Linked DNA regions of Mus musculus: all the other regions are linked to region 2. Evidence: chromatin contacts called from public Hi-C and promoter capture Hi-C data. All regions are on one chromosome and are shown on one strand. The core of a region is the stretch at or near the end of the contact, and the rest is flanking DNA. Distances in the headings are between cores, read along the strand shown. Region 1 holds the start of Plcd1 (phospholipase C, delta 1). Region 2 holds the start of Sec22c (SEC22 homolog C, vesicle trafficking protein). Region 3 holds the start of Fyco1 (FYVE and coiled-coil domain containing 1).

What was found. Promoter capture Hi-C pulls out the DNA fragments that hold promoters and counts their contacts. Hi-C and Micro-C count contacts between places; a contact is called where the count stands out from the background.
Region 1: a Hi-C map of muscle stem cells shows a contact between it and region 2, with 4 times the contacts expected there. The contact joins the promoter of Plcd1 here to the promoter of Sec22c in region 2. A contact is called at or near these places in 1 of 39 promoter capture datasets (embryonic stem cells) and 1 of 484 Hi-C or Micro-C datasets (muscle stem cells).
Region 3: a contact with region 2 is called in a promoter capture Hi-C map of pre-B cells, with 4 times the contacts expected there. The contact joins the promoter of Fyco1 here to the promoter of Sec22c in region 2. A contact is called at or near these places in 3 of 39 promoter capture datasets (the C10 cell line, liver and pre-B cells) and 1 of 9 other capture datasets (adipose tissue).

The regions. Positions count from the first base shown.
Region 1 is chr9:119,091,491-119,095,247 of GRCm38.p6, reverse strand. Plcd1 (phospholipase C, delta 1) reads left to right here and starts at 1,746. Exons shown (of 15, transcript NM_019676.3): 1 at 1,746-1,890. The coding sequence starts at 1,857.
Region 2 is chr9:121,702,424-121,706,296 of GRCm38.p6, reverse strand. It overlaps Sec22c (SEC22 homolog C, vesicle trafficking protein), which reads left to right and starts at 1,268. Exons shown (of 7, transcript NM_001164562.1): 1 at 1,268-1,373.
Region 3 is chr9:123,849,803-123,853,410 of GRCm38.p6, reverse strand. Fyco1 (FYVE and coiled-coil domain containing 1) reads left to right here and starts at 1,512. Exons shown (of 18, transcript NM_001110253.2): 1 at 1,512-1,630. It overlaps Xcr1 (chemokine (C motif) receptor 1), which reads left to right. Exons shown (of 2, transcript NM_011798.4): 2 at 1-1,096. Gm51700 (a long non-coding RNA gene) reads right to left here. Exons shown (of 2, transcript XR_003948283.1): 1 at 2,410-3,608; 2 at 1,448-2,180.

The DNA of each region.
Region 1 (3,757 bases), core at 497-2,996, 2.6 Mb after region 2:
TTGGGGGTGGGACAATACCTGGAACTCTGCCCATAGAGGACAGGTCTCAGGTCTCAGGCTCCAAAGAAAGCCTACCACCGAGGCCCTTTGAGCAGTCAGGGTCTCAGGAGAGTTTGCAAAGGTTCTGAGTAGAGTATATGTGGCACCCGGGCAGGACTAGGCCCACACCGCTGCCCCTGGAAGGCTTCCCCCACCAGATTCCACAACCATCCTAGGCACACTACTTAAACCTAGCTGCACAGAGCAGAGGGCCTCCCACCCCGTGAGAGAGGGAGAAGAAAGAGGATGGGAAGAGTGTCATGGTGCAGGTCAGCACTTGAGCATGACGTTCTTTGTTTCTGCAGAACCTGGCTGCTTGGGACAGCTTTGAGTCAGCATGCCTCCCCAAGTCTGCCTGGCAACCCCAGGCCAGGGAGGGGACATGAGTGAGCTGCAATGCGTGCAACAGAAGCTACATATGTGTCTGTGAGCTTGGAGTACTCAGGAGCAGAGCGTTCTATAAACCCGGCCATGGTCTTTTGTGGTAGAGGGAGAGGCCCTAGTGGTGGGTAATGCCCTGGCTTGGAGCCCAGGACTCGGAGACGGAGATGACAAGAAGAAATGACTCTGGAGATGAAGCCGTGCCAACTGCTGGTGTCAGGAGTTCTTGGTCTCAGGTGTAGGAGAGGAGGCCTGACTCATGGATGCGAATACCTGCCAGGCTCCAGGACAGGACCGAGGGGGGAGGTTCCAAGGCTCAGGGAAGACCTGGAGAGTAGGGCTTTGGAGAAAGAGACGGAAGTCAGGGAAGGAATTTCTCAATTTGCCCCTTCCCAGGCTCTGTCTGCAATGGAGCCTTACTCATTCTTCATGCAGTACAGCGCCCAGCTTGTGGAAAGGAAACCTGGGGGGGGCCTTCCTAGGGCATCAAGACGGGGGTGGGGGTGGGGAGTGGGAGGCCTGAGTGCCAGCCCCACACTGTGGGGGTGCGGGTGGGGTGGGGTGTACATGAACGGCAAGTGATTCTCTAAAACCCAGCCTTAACACTCAGAATCGGGAGACAGCCCATGCTTCACAGGCCACGGAGGCCTGCTAATGCTAGGAGAGAAAGAGCTGAGGAGAGCCCGGCTAGACTCTTCCAGGCCAACTGCCTCCAGTATCGGGACCCTTGCCCAGGCAGCCTCACGGCAGGCCTCCGTCTTCTCCCCTCATTAGGGAGTGAGGGGCCTATACCTGCTTGCTGTTACCCCTACCTTAAGGAAAGCACCTTCAACACCCCCGGAAATGAGACGTCTCTCAGAGCTAAAGAGAGGGGCCCCTCTCTTGAAAAAAAAATCTAGATATTACTCTCCCCAAACGTGGCAATGTGGGCCCGTGCATGCACGCATTTCTTAGAAGACAGACCAGACTGCCTGGCTAATCAGCCGCTTTAGCAGTGATTCCTGTCCCCGCTAAGACCCGATTCTGATTCTTTCCCACATCACCCACAACCCCGGCGAGGCCAGGCGCCCACAGGCAGGGCGTGGGGCCGGCAGCTCGCCGTAATGACAGGGCCTGTGGGTGGTGGCGGTGGAGGAAGCAGGAGGGATCTGACTATTTCTGGCCCTGGCGCACCCAGCTGGCCCGAGCCCCGGCCAGGGTTGGCTAGTCTTCCCGGCCCCCAGCACCGCGTCCTTTCCAGGTCCCCTGGAGGGGGCGGGGAGAAGCGCCGGTTGGCGGGTCCGGGGGGCGGTACGGTGTTCTGGACCCACCCCCGGCCGCCTCCCATCTCAGTTCAGTTGGGTCCCTGCACCGGACTGCGCAAGGACCCCAGGCCGCTTGGTGATTTTGCTCAAGTGAATCACGCCGCGTCCCCTCCTCCGCGCGCCCCGACCGGCATGGACTCCGGTCGGGACTTCCTGACCTTGCACGGTGAGTGTCCCGAACGTAGGGGAGACCCTCGGGAAAGCCGAAATACACCCGGGCGGCAGGGATAACAGCTCCTTCGGCCGCATTTAAACCACCAGAGAGCCAACTCCTTGTCCCCTTGTGGGATCCCAGAAAAACCTCGGCCCGCGCTGGACACAACCTTGGGCGTTTCCAGACTTTCCCCCAAATCTGGCCCAAGAGATCGGGGAGCAATGCTGACATCTCTCGGGGATTTCCCCTTAGCCTGTTCATAAAAGGCTGGGCTCCTGGGTCCAGATGGCACCAAAGGGGTCAGGGAAGGAAAGGGACAGCATCCTTAGCCAAACTCTCGATTCAGAGGCTCCCCAAAACACGGGTGCGCCTGAAGCGAGTCAGGCCGCGCGGGTGTGGCGGATGAGGGTGTAAATGGGTGGGGCGAGGAGGAGGTGTGCAAGTTTGGCTGAAGTCGTTCTGGCAGCCTTCGCTCCCCAGAACAGAGAAAAGCGATGCCAGGGCTGGGAGGAGCAGCGCTGTCTTTTTGCTGACCCTCCTGGTCGGACTGGGCCAGATCTCAGTTAGAACCGCCTGGCAGCTTGGTCCTTTGTCCAGCCGGCTTTGTTTCTTCCCATCTGGGCTAGCTCTTCTCCCCATGCCTGTCCCTCTAGCAGAGAGGGAAAGCGCAGGCTCCTGGCTGCCTGTCTTAGAAGCGTCCAGGGAAGAGCAAGGAACTAAGTGGTATTTACGCACACTCTGTGGGAGGGGCTGTGGGGAGTCTTTCCTTCGTGTCTCCCCAGGTCATCTATTAGCTCAGCAATACCTGCTCCTCTCACATCGATCCACGGTTTCACAGTATTTTTCACTTAACTCGAGTATCCCTGAGATTGTAGGTTCTTGGTTTTTGTTTTTTAATTAAACAACGTGTACTTGTGCTGGAGGGGGTATGGGTGTATGGAGATCAGAGGACAACTTGCAGGAATCAGTTATCTCCTTCTATCTTGTGCGTTCTAGGATCAAACTCAGGTCACTGGGCTTGGCAGCAATTGCCTTTACCCACTAAGACGCCTTGCCTCCTGGGCTGTAGATTTTTGTGTTCACCTGTCCTCCGCTCCACTCCCCCTTGGATGTGTGCCCTGCAGGCAGCCCCCAACCTGTTTTGCATCAGTTGACCTGGACTTTATTGTTGTGGGGGCCCAGTAAGCTTGGGTTTCTAAAAGCCACCTTGTTGGGCTGTGTTCCTGCCCCTCCCACTGTTCCCTCATTCTCTCCAGAGGTCAGAGATGCCCCTACAGCTCCTGACTGGTGGGAACAGAGGGTGGCCGCTCTGAGGGTCACAGTGGAGAGGGGCGGGCTCTCCCCTGGCCGCCTCCCTCTGGCTGCCTCTGACCGCCATAGTGTCATGGAACCTGGGTCATGGAGCAGGCCTCAGTGTCTGTACCCTGGTCCCATTTCTTTCTTGGGTCAGCCCTGGTATCTCCCGTACCCAGGAAGACACAGAGCCTCAGTCTAATACAGCACAGGCTTGGCCAGCCTGGCCCATCCTGTTTGAGCCCAGCCTCCTGGAGTTGTGACTCAGTCCAGCCTTTCCTGCAGGACTGGAATGTACACTGTGGCCAAGCTGACGGACCTGTGGGCCCAGCGCTTCAAGCGTGGCATCCACCGTGACCTCCAGAAGCAGCTCCTGCCTACACTGCCAACCCGATGGGGAGGGGAGAGGGGTCAAGGAGGGTCTCTGTGGGAGGGCGTGGTCACTGTGGCTTGTACTTGTTAGCTGATGGGGAGTCTGCACTCCTCTCCACAGTGCAGGTCCCACAGCACTGGTCACTTTCTGACTTGGGCAGTTGGGGGTCTGCTGGAGAGGTGCCCTCAGTCCCCTCCATTAGCTGGAGACCTG
Region 2 (3,873 bases), core at 19-2,518:
GGAATGGATAGGCTCTCTCTGACTATATGGTGGTTTATGAGGGGAACATGCTCATGTGGTGACAGAGGCTGAGAACCAGGGGAGCCAGTTCTGGGGTTCACTGACTTGCACTTGGCCTCAGAATCAGGGGAGCTGGGACTGGGGATGTGGCCCAGTGGGTAGTGCTCTTGTCTAGAAGGCAGGAAGCCCTGGGGTTGAGCTCCAGAGCCACACAACCTTGCTGTGGAAGCACACACACATCGGTAATCCCAGCGCCCAGCAAATGGAGTTTGTAGGATAGCCTTCAGAGTCAGCCTGCTACACAGTGAATTCAAGGTCAGCTTGGGATACACAAGACCCTGTCTCAAGGGATAAAAATGAAGTATCCGTGAAGCTGATGATGTAACATTAGTGAGAAGCTGAGGTCCTGAGAACCAGAGCCGGGACGTTCCAAGGAAAGCCTGGAGTTCTGATGTATGAAGAGGGTGACAGGCCTGACCCGGGGTTTTGTAGTTCAGTTATTCTATCAACAGAGATACATCCTCAGCCCCACAGAGTTCTGTGCACAAGCAAATGTCTCTGAAACACACAAACTCTCCCTTGCCCAATGGCCTGAGACTTGGAGAAGCTTTTCCTGAGCCCCAACTCCAAGACAACTGTTCCTGTAAATTCTCTTTGGAACCCATGCTTCTGTGAAGCATAACTCGTGTTTAAACACCAGAATTCCTGCCTGGTGCCCTACCCCCTTCTCTTGATTTGGTTTCTGTGTTCACACTTCCTGTGTACGCAGTGCGCGGCAAACAGCGGTGCTCAGCACTTGTCAAAACAGTAAGGGCCTAACTGTGCTACCCAATCTCCCTCCAGCCTCATAGCGAGGTGTGTGTGGCTCAGGGATCGGACTTTGGCACCTCCTCCAGGCTGGCAGAAGGCTGTGCTCTTCGGATCCTCTATCTCGGGCCTCTTGCCCAGCTGCGTAGCCTGCAAGAACCCACGCCCAGGGAGTGTCACTCCAGTCACACGGGGCCTAGACGCCTCTGGAGAACAGCCCTGTCCGCTCCAGGCCAGGCATCGTGGGGACGTCGGAGCCTCTTCTCACCGCTCGAGGTGAGACTCGCACGTGGGCCTGGGGACCTGCGGAAGAGACGCGGGCTGAGGGGAGCAAACCCGGGCCAGCCCTGGTAGATTCACTCAATTCCCGGGTCTGAACAACTGGACAGCAGAGACGCCCCACGATTGGTCTGTTTGGCGTCGCTTAGCAGCAGCGAATGGGAGCTCACGGTGTGCGCATGAGCACCACATCCTGCCTCCTACAGCCGGGCCGCGGGTAACCTGCACCCCGCCGGCCGCCGGGGTGGGCTGCGGTGGCCGAGGCGGAGGTCGGCCGCGGGGGCGAGGTGAGGTTAGCGGGCCAGGCGGGCGTGGAGAGGTGGGGTCGGGGTCTAGGCCACCGGGCTGCAGCCCGGGCCGGTGGGACTCCGCCGAGGCCCGGCCCCCTGCACGGTGCGTACCGGCTGGGATGCGCTGCCCGCTGTGCCTGCTGCCCGGGGCGGGGCCGGGGCGTGTCTCGGGAGGGCGGGGCGGTGGTTCCCTTTATGTAGACTGAACTCTAGTCCTGTCACTTGCTTCTTTTGAGAGCAAACTTTCCTTAGTCTGCTGGTCTAGCAGAACTTGGCTTCTTCAAGGCCTGGTCACCCCTACACCAACTTTCCTGGACTTGGATAAGCCGGGACAAAGAACCTGCAGAGCAGAGCGGGGGTCAAGCTTGCAAAAAGCCAAATCCAGGGAAGGAACTGAGTTACCTCTGATGAAAGGTGCCGTTACAGTTTGCGGTCTTGTGAAACGGAGCCCCATGTAACTCGAGTTTGGCCTTGAGCTTGGGATCCTCCTGCCTCCACTCCCCGCCCCGCAAGTTCTGGGATCACAGGTGTATGGCCTCCATGCCCAGCTCGGTTGGTGTAGCGGGTGACAAGATCAGAGAAACTAAAGCAACCCTCAGTGCAGAGCCAATGCTAGAGCAACGTGTCTGTAAAAGTCTACACAGAGAGTTTATTCAGGTAAAGAACTTGTCAGGGAAATGAGAACGGGGACAGCTTTGCATAGCCTGACACTGATATACAGGATTCATTCGCACCGCAGCTTTCTCAGGAAGACAGTTGTAGACAGGTCCCTAGAGATGCCTCGTAAATGTTTAGTGGACAACAGAGAGGACATCTTGAGGTCTCATAAAGAATTTCAGATCAAGGCTGGGGTGATGGTGCACATCTTTAATCCCAGCACTCAGGTGGCAGAGATAGAGGCAGTGCATAGCCAGACAAGACAACTGACTTTAGAGTATAATACACTAGGTAAGGAGAGGTGGTTTTATTTTATTTTAGAGAGGGTCTCACTCTGTAGTCCTGGCTGGTATGAAACTTACTGTGTAGGCCATGCTGGCCTGGGTCTGCCTGCCTCTTCTAAATCCTGGGATTAACGGTGTGTGCCTCTGAGCTTTAACTCCAGCAGTTTACTCACCACTTGGTTCTGTTTTAGGCAGGCTGTCCTGCAGCCTAAACTGCCCTTTAACATGCCACTCGCCTGGGGGTGACTTTGAACTCCTGACCTTCCTGCCTCCACCCCACCCCCCAAGTGCTGATATTATGAGCTTAAGCCACCACACTCTGCATTTCAAGGGGCACTTGTAGGGACCCTTCCTCTACCAGCAAGTCTCTGATTAGAGATTGTTTTTGTTTTTAAACATAGTCTCACTATAGCCCAAGTTCTCTGGTGCTGGGATTACAGGTTTGAGACCCACACTGCCTCTGGTTAGGTGTTGGCAGTTCTGCGGTGGAGAGGGCGTCTTTAGAGAGACAATAGCTGAGAACTCGGAGGTTTGGTTTTGAGGTCCACATACTGTGGAAAGAGTATGGAACTGGGAGACTGAAGTCTGCTTCTACCTCCTGATCCTTAGTTTTCCTCACCTGCGAAGTGGGTCCAAGGAAGCTCTGAGCACTTAGTAGCATTATCCATACGAAGGTCTTAGTCCCTCTGCATCCTTGGGAGATTGGGCTCAACCCATTGCATACAGTGGCTTCGTGTTTATAGAAATCTGTGCATATTCCCCGTGTGCCTCGGACAATATCTGCATTAATTAGAACATCTACATAGTGTGCTGTGTGTGTGGTTGCTGCATATTACATTGCTTAGGGAATCGTGGCAAGTCTGTACATACTCAGTACAGAAGCAGTTGTTTTGTTTTGTTTTAAAAATATTTTCCATCTGAGGTCGGCTGCATCTGCAGGTGCAGCACCCACAAATATTGAAGAAGGTAGGTGGAGTTCTTCTCAGCCCTTTGACTAAGATCAAGTACAGAGGGACGCCATGATATTCTTCGTATCCAGCTCAGCTATCTTCTGCTCTCAGCTCTTAGCGATGCCGTAGTTGGTCCCTGTCTCCTTCTGTATCTCATCCACGAGCAGCTTGGAGCCTAGAAGATCCCAAGCTGGAAATCAGGTCTCAAATCTTGTATCAGAGAGTGAATCCATCACGGGCTTACTGTCCCCTTAGCATGCTTTCCTCAGTACTACGCCTGTGAAGGGCGCTGGTACCTGGCTGTACTAAATTCAGCTCCTTTTGCTACGTTAAATTTGTATTTTGCCCCTTGCTTGTATCCTTACGTTGGGGAGATTTGAGTGGAAGATAAAGAGTAAATGTGAGAGGAAAATAAGAATAAAAGAGTGGCTTTGGTATAGCAACAAAGTGTGTGTGTACATCAGGGACAGTCTGTGATGTATGTATGACAGGGCAGGACAGTCTGTGATGTATGTGTGACAGAGCAGGACAGTCTGTGATGTATGTATGACAGAGCAGGACAGTCAGTGATGTGTACAGAGCAGGACAGCCTGTGATGTGTACAGA
Region 3 (3,608 bases), core at 263-2,762, 2.1 Mb before region 2:
CTCCTGGTAAATAAAGCTCCAGAGATCAGTATCAGTGTGCAGATCTGCATTTATTGCCAAGCACATAAGCTTATATACAGTATTTGAGCCAATCCCAAGCCCCTAAATCCTTGGCCAAGCATAACTTACTACATCTCACCATATCCCAATAAAAGCTGTGACTGATGAGGTAACTCAGAGAGAAGGGGTGTGGCGAGCATTGTCACCTGTAGGGACTTTTGTGAAGACTCAGAAGCAGCCACTGTCTTGACCTTAGTTCCTTTTTGCTGTCTCACTGGTGTCCCGGGAGCCATCTTAGATCTGACACCATGTACAGCAGATCAGGACTCTGTGGCACAGTGCTCTCCACCCCACATATTCCTTCACAAGGTTGTCTTCCACATGCCTCACACTCTCAATCTTAACATCCCAAAGCTGTTCAGGCTGTAGTCAGAGCAAGTTTTTCTTAGTTCACTCTATTGATAAATCTTTATTTCTGATGTCATTTCCTCCCACTTCTTCCCTTTTTTTTGTTTTCCTTTGTTAACAGAAAGGGGAATCATTTCTCTTCGTGAGGTTTTTTTTATCCTCATCCACAAACTGACAACTCCATCAAGTTAATATGTTGTCTCATATACCTCCAGTATAAAATATGAAATTAACTTAAAAGATTTCTTTTCCTTCCTGTATGAATTTATCCTGAGAACCTGGAATGCTGAAGTCTGGCAGATGCCACTATTAGCTAAGTCCTGTAAGGTACACAAGCATTTCTAGCTAACATGATGAAAATAAGGCAGTGTGAGGAGCCAGCCAGAGCTAAGAAGCGAACCTAATCATGGGCTGACATTCCTATGTACTGTCCCCTGTCTTTAGCATGTTCATCCATACTGGACTTGGAATGCAGTGTTCTATTGCACCAGGCTTCAGGGTGCTTTGCAACTCAGCAACAAGCAAACACGGGACTGAGGAAGCTAAGCATGGTAGTTCTTTAGCACATATTTTCAAACACTGTTTTTTAAGTGTCTGTTAATGAGGGGGAAACAAAAACTGAGAACTTAGGTCCAGCAGTACATACTAAGTTCATTTTTTTTTAGCTTCATAAATAAAACGTAATAGTACAAAAATACTAATGAGATTATTCTCAGATTGTTTGGGGGGTTTCGGAATCGGGCACATTATTTTATATTTACAGCTCATGCACAGTTCAAAGCCAATCGGTCACAATGCATGAGCTTAACAACAGTAAACAGCACTCGTTCAGGATTCTACACACGACTTCCGGGTATCCGAAGCTTGTTCGAGTTTCAGGAAGTGACGTCTGCCGTGAGACATGCCGGGAGTCGTAGTTAGCGTCCACCGTCCAGTTGCACCCGATGGGAGTTGTAGGCCATCCGTGAAGCATGCCGGGAGTTGTAGGCCATCCGTGAAGCATGCCGGGAGTTGTAGGCCATCCGTGAAGCATGCCGGGAGTTGTAGGCCATCCGTGAAGCATGCCGGGAGTTGTAGGCCATCCGTGAGGCATGCCGGGAGTTGTAGTCCGCGCGCGCTCTGGGGCTACTGGGCGCTTCATGGCAGTCGGCTCTGTGCTCGCCTACTCTTCCGCTCGGCCCTAGAAAGTTTCGTTTCTGCCCAGCGGAGGACCCACGAGCGTGTAAGTGCCGCAGGCGCCCGGACAGGCATCGGGGACACTGGGGCCTTTCTGGACGTCGGCGCGGAAGCTTCGTGGGGGCGTGGGTCGTCCCCTCCCACACAGGGCGCCTCGGGAGAACCCTCTCTCCAGAGAGGTTAGCTCCAATACGCAGGCTGTCTGCGGGGTCGTAGAAAGACCCTCAACACTGTTCCAAGATCGGAGCCGGCAGAAGGGGGCCGCCCTGTGAGGCGGAGCTTCGGCAGCTCTCCCCGAACCCCTGGCACAGCAGCCAAACCCCGAAGTTCTCGCGGGCACTGGGACTTGATCCCCAGAAAGCCAAACCCTCCTCTCTGCAGGACTCCTGACGCCCCTTCGGTCCAGGAGACACAGTTTGTTCCTTTTGTATCTTCGCTGACCTGACCCGCTGCCCTTATGCTCAGATAGTTCAAGGGGGCTCTGCGGTCAAGTTTCTGGAAACACCTGTAGGACGACTGAATGTATCTGGTGTGGTAGCTTGTCCTGTTGGCACCCAGGCTTGGGCTGCGGATGGGGGGCAGGGCGGAGCGACATCCTATTTGCATAAAAGAAGAGAACATGTAGTTGACACTTAAGCCAAGTCAAGTAGCTTCCTATTAATGCTATGATTCTCTGTGTCACTCTGCAAAGTTCCCACGGCTGGGCTGTCTCCTGCAGAAAAAACAGCACTTGTTTCTTTCTGTCCCTATGATTGTTTGACTTAACACAGGTGGTTTCCTTTCCAGACAGAAATGGGGCAGAGGCTCAGGACTTAATCTACTTACAGCCTCTCTCAGCAATGGTGGTCTGAAGCAGGTTAATTCCTCTGCCATCTGCTTGCTGCTGTTGCTGGGTTGGGGGAAGGGAGCTGTGGGTTTCTACTTTTAGTTTTGCAACCTCCTGGCTGCCCCGACACTCTCGGTCTATGACAACCAGTTCTGCTGTGTTGAAATGCAGAATACTGATTATGGGCCAGGATTGTTATCCTGGAAATCAGCCCAGGGCTGACTGTCAGCCTCCTTTACCTAAAAGGATCTGAAAAAAACAAAAACAAAAACAAAAAAAACTATAGCTTTAGGAGACAGAATTTATCTGTTTGTTTAATGTTCATATTTGTGTATCACTTCTTGAAAATTGTTTATTTTATTAAGAAAATAGATAACGTATACAGAGTCCTGCAGTACCGTGTGTGTGTGTGTGTGTGTGTGTGTGTGTGTGTGTTCTTAATATTTTACTTTATTTTTGTAATTGGTTTAGAACTTGGAAATGGTCTCAGGTTCCTTTGCCCCTTAGCCAGCATGGCTAAGTGCCAAGTGTTTAGCCCAGTCCTTTGAAGTGAGATAAAAGACACCACTTGTAATAGCAAAATCATCAATAACAAACATCTGGTGGTCTTGTTTTATGTTAGTCCTTGAGGCTGGAGGCCTGCTGCCTCCAGAACACAGAGTACTCAAGAAGTGTCAGTCCTTAGTCCTAGCTTCCCTTTGCAGGGAATGGTTAGCTGACAGGTCACCTCTGATTTCTGGAGATTCCAAAAACAAGATAAAACTCAAGACTGGTGTAGCAGTGTGAGCTAGAGGAAGTGTGTTGACTACCTATGATCTCATGCCAGGAACCACTGGGAACCCAAGAGTTAGAGGCCACATTCACTACAAGCATCTCCCAGGCAGCAGAAAGGGTTATAACTAAGGTTTTTAACCTTAGAGGTACCTGTAAGCAGAGGCCAGTTGTTTGTGACCATGTTGACATCTGAGTGACTTTGTGTTCCTGCTTCTCTCTAACAGCATTTGAACCTTAATTTGAAGTTATTGTGGGGTAGAAACTGGGGTGTTTCTGTGAGCTTAGACATGGAAAAACACTGCTTTCTAGTTACTTTTTGATGTATCACTAAAATTAACTGAAGTGTCTGTACCATCCTAGGAGCATAGCTCTGACCATGCACAGTTGGGCAAGAGGAATATTATCATCCACTTTCTGACATTGG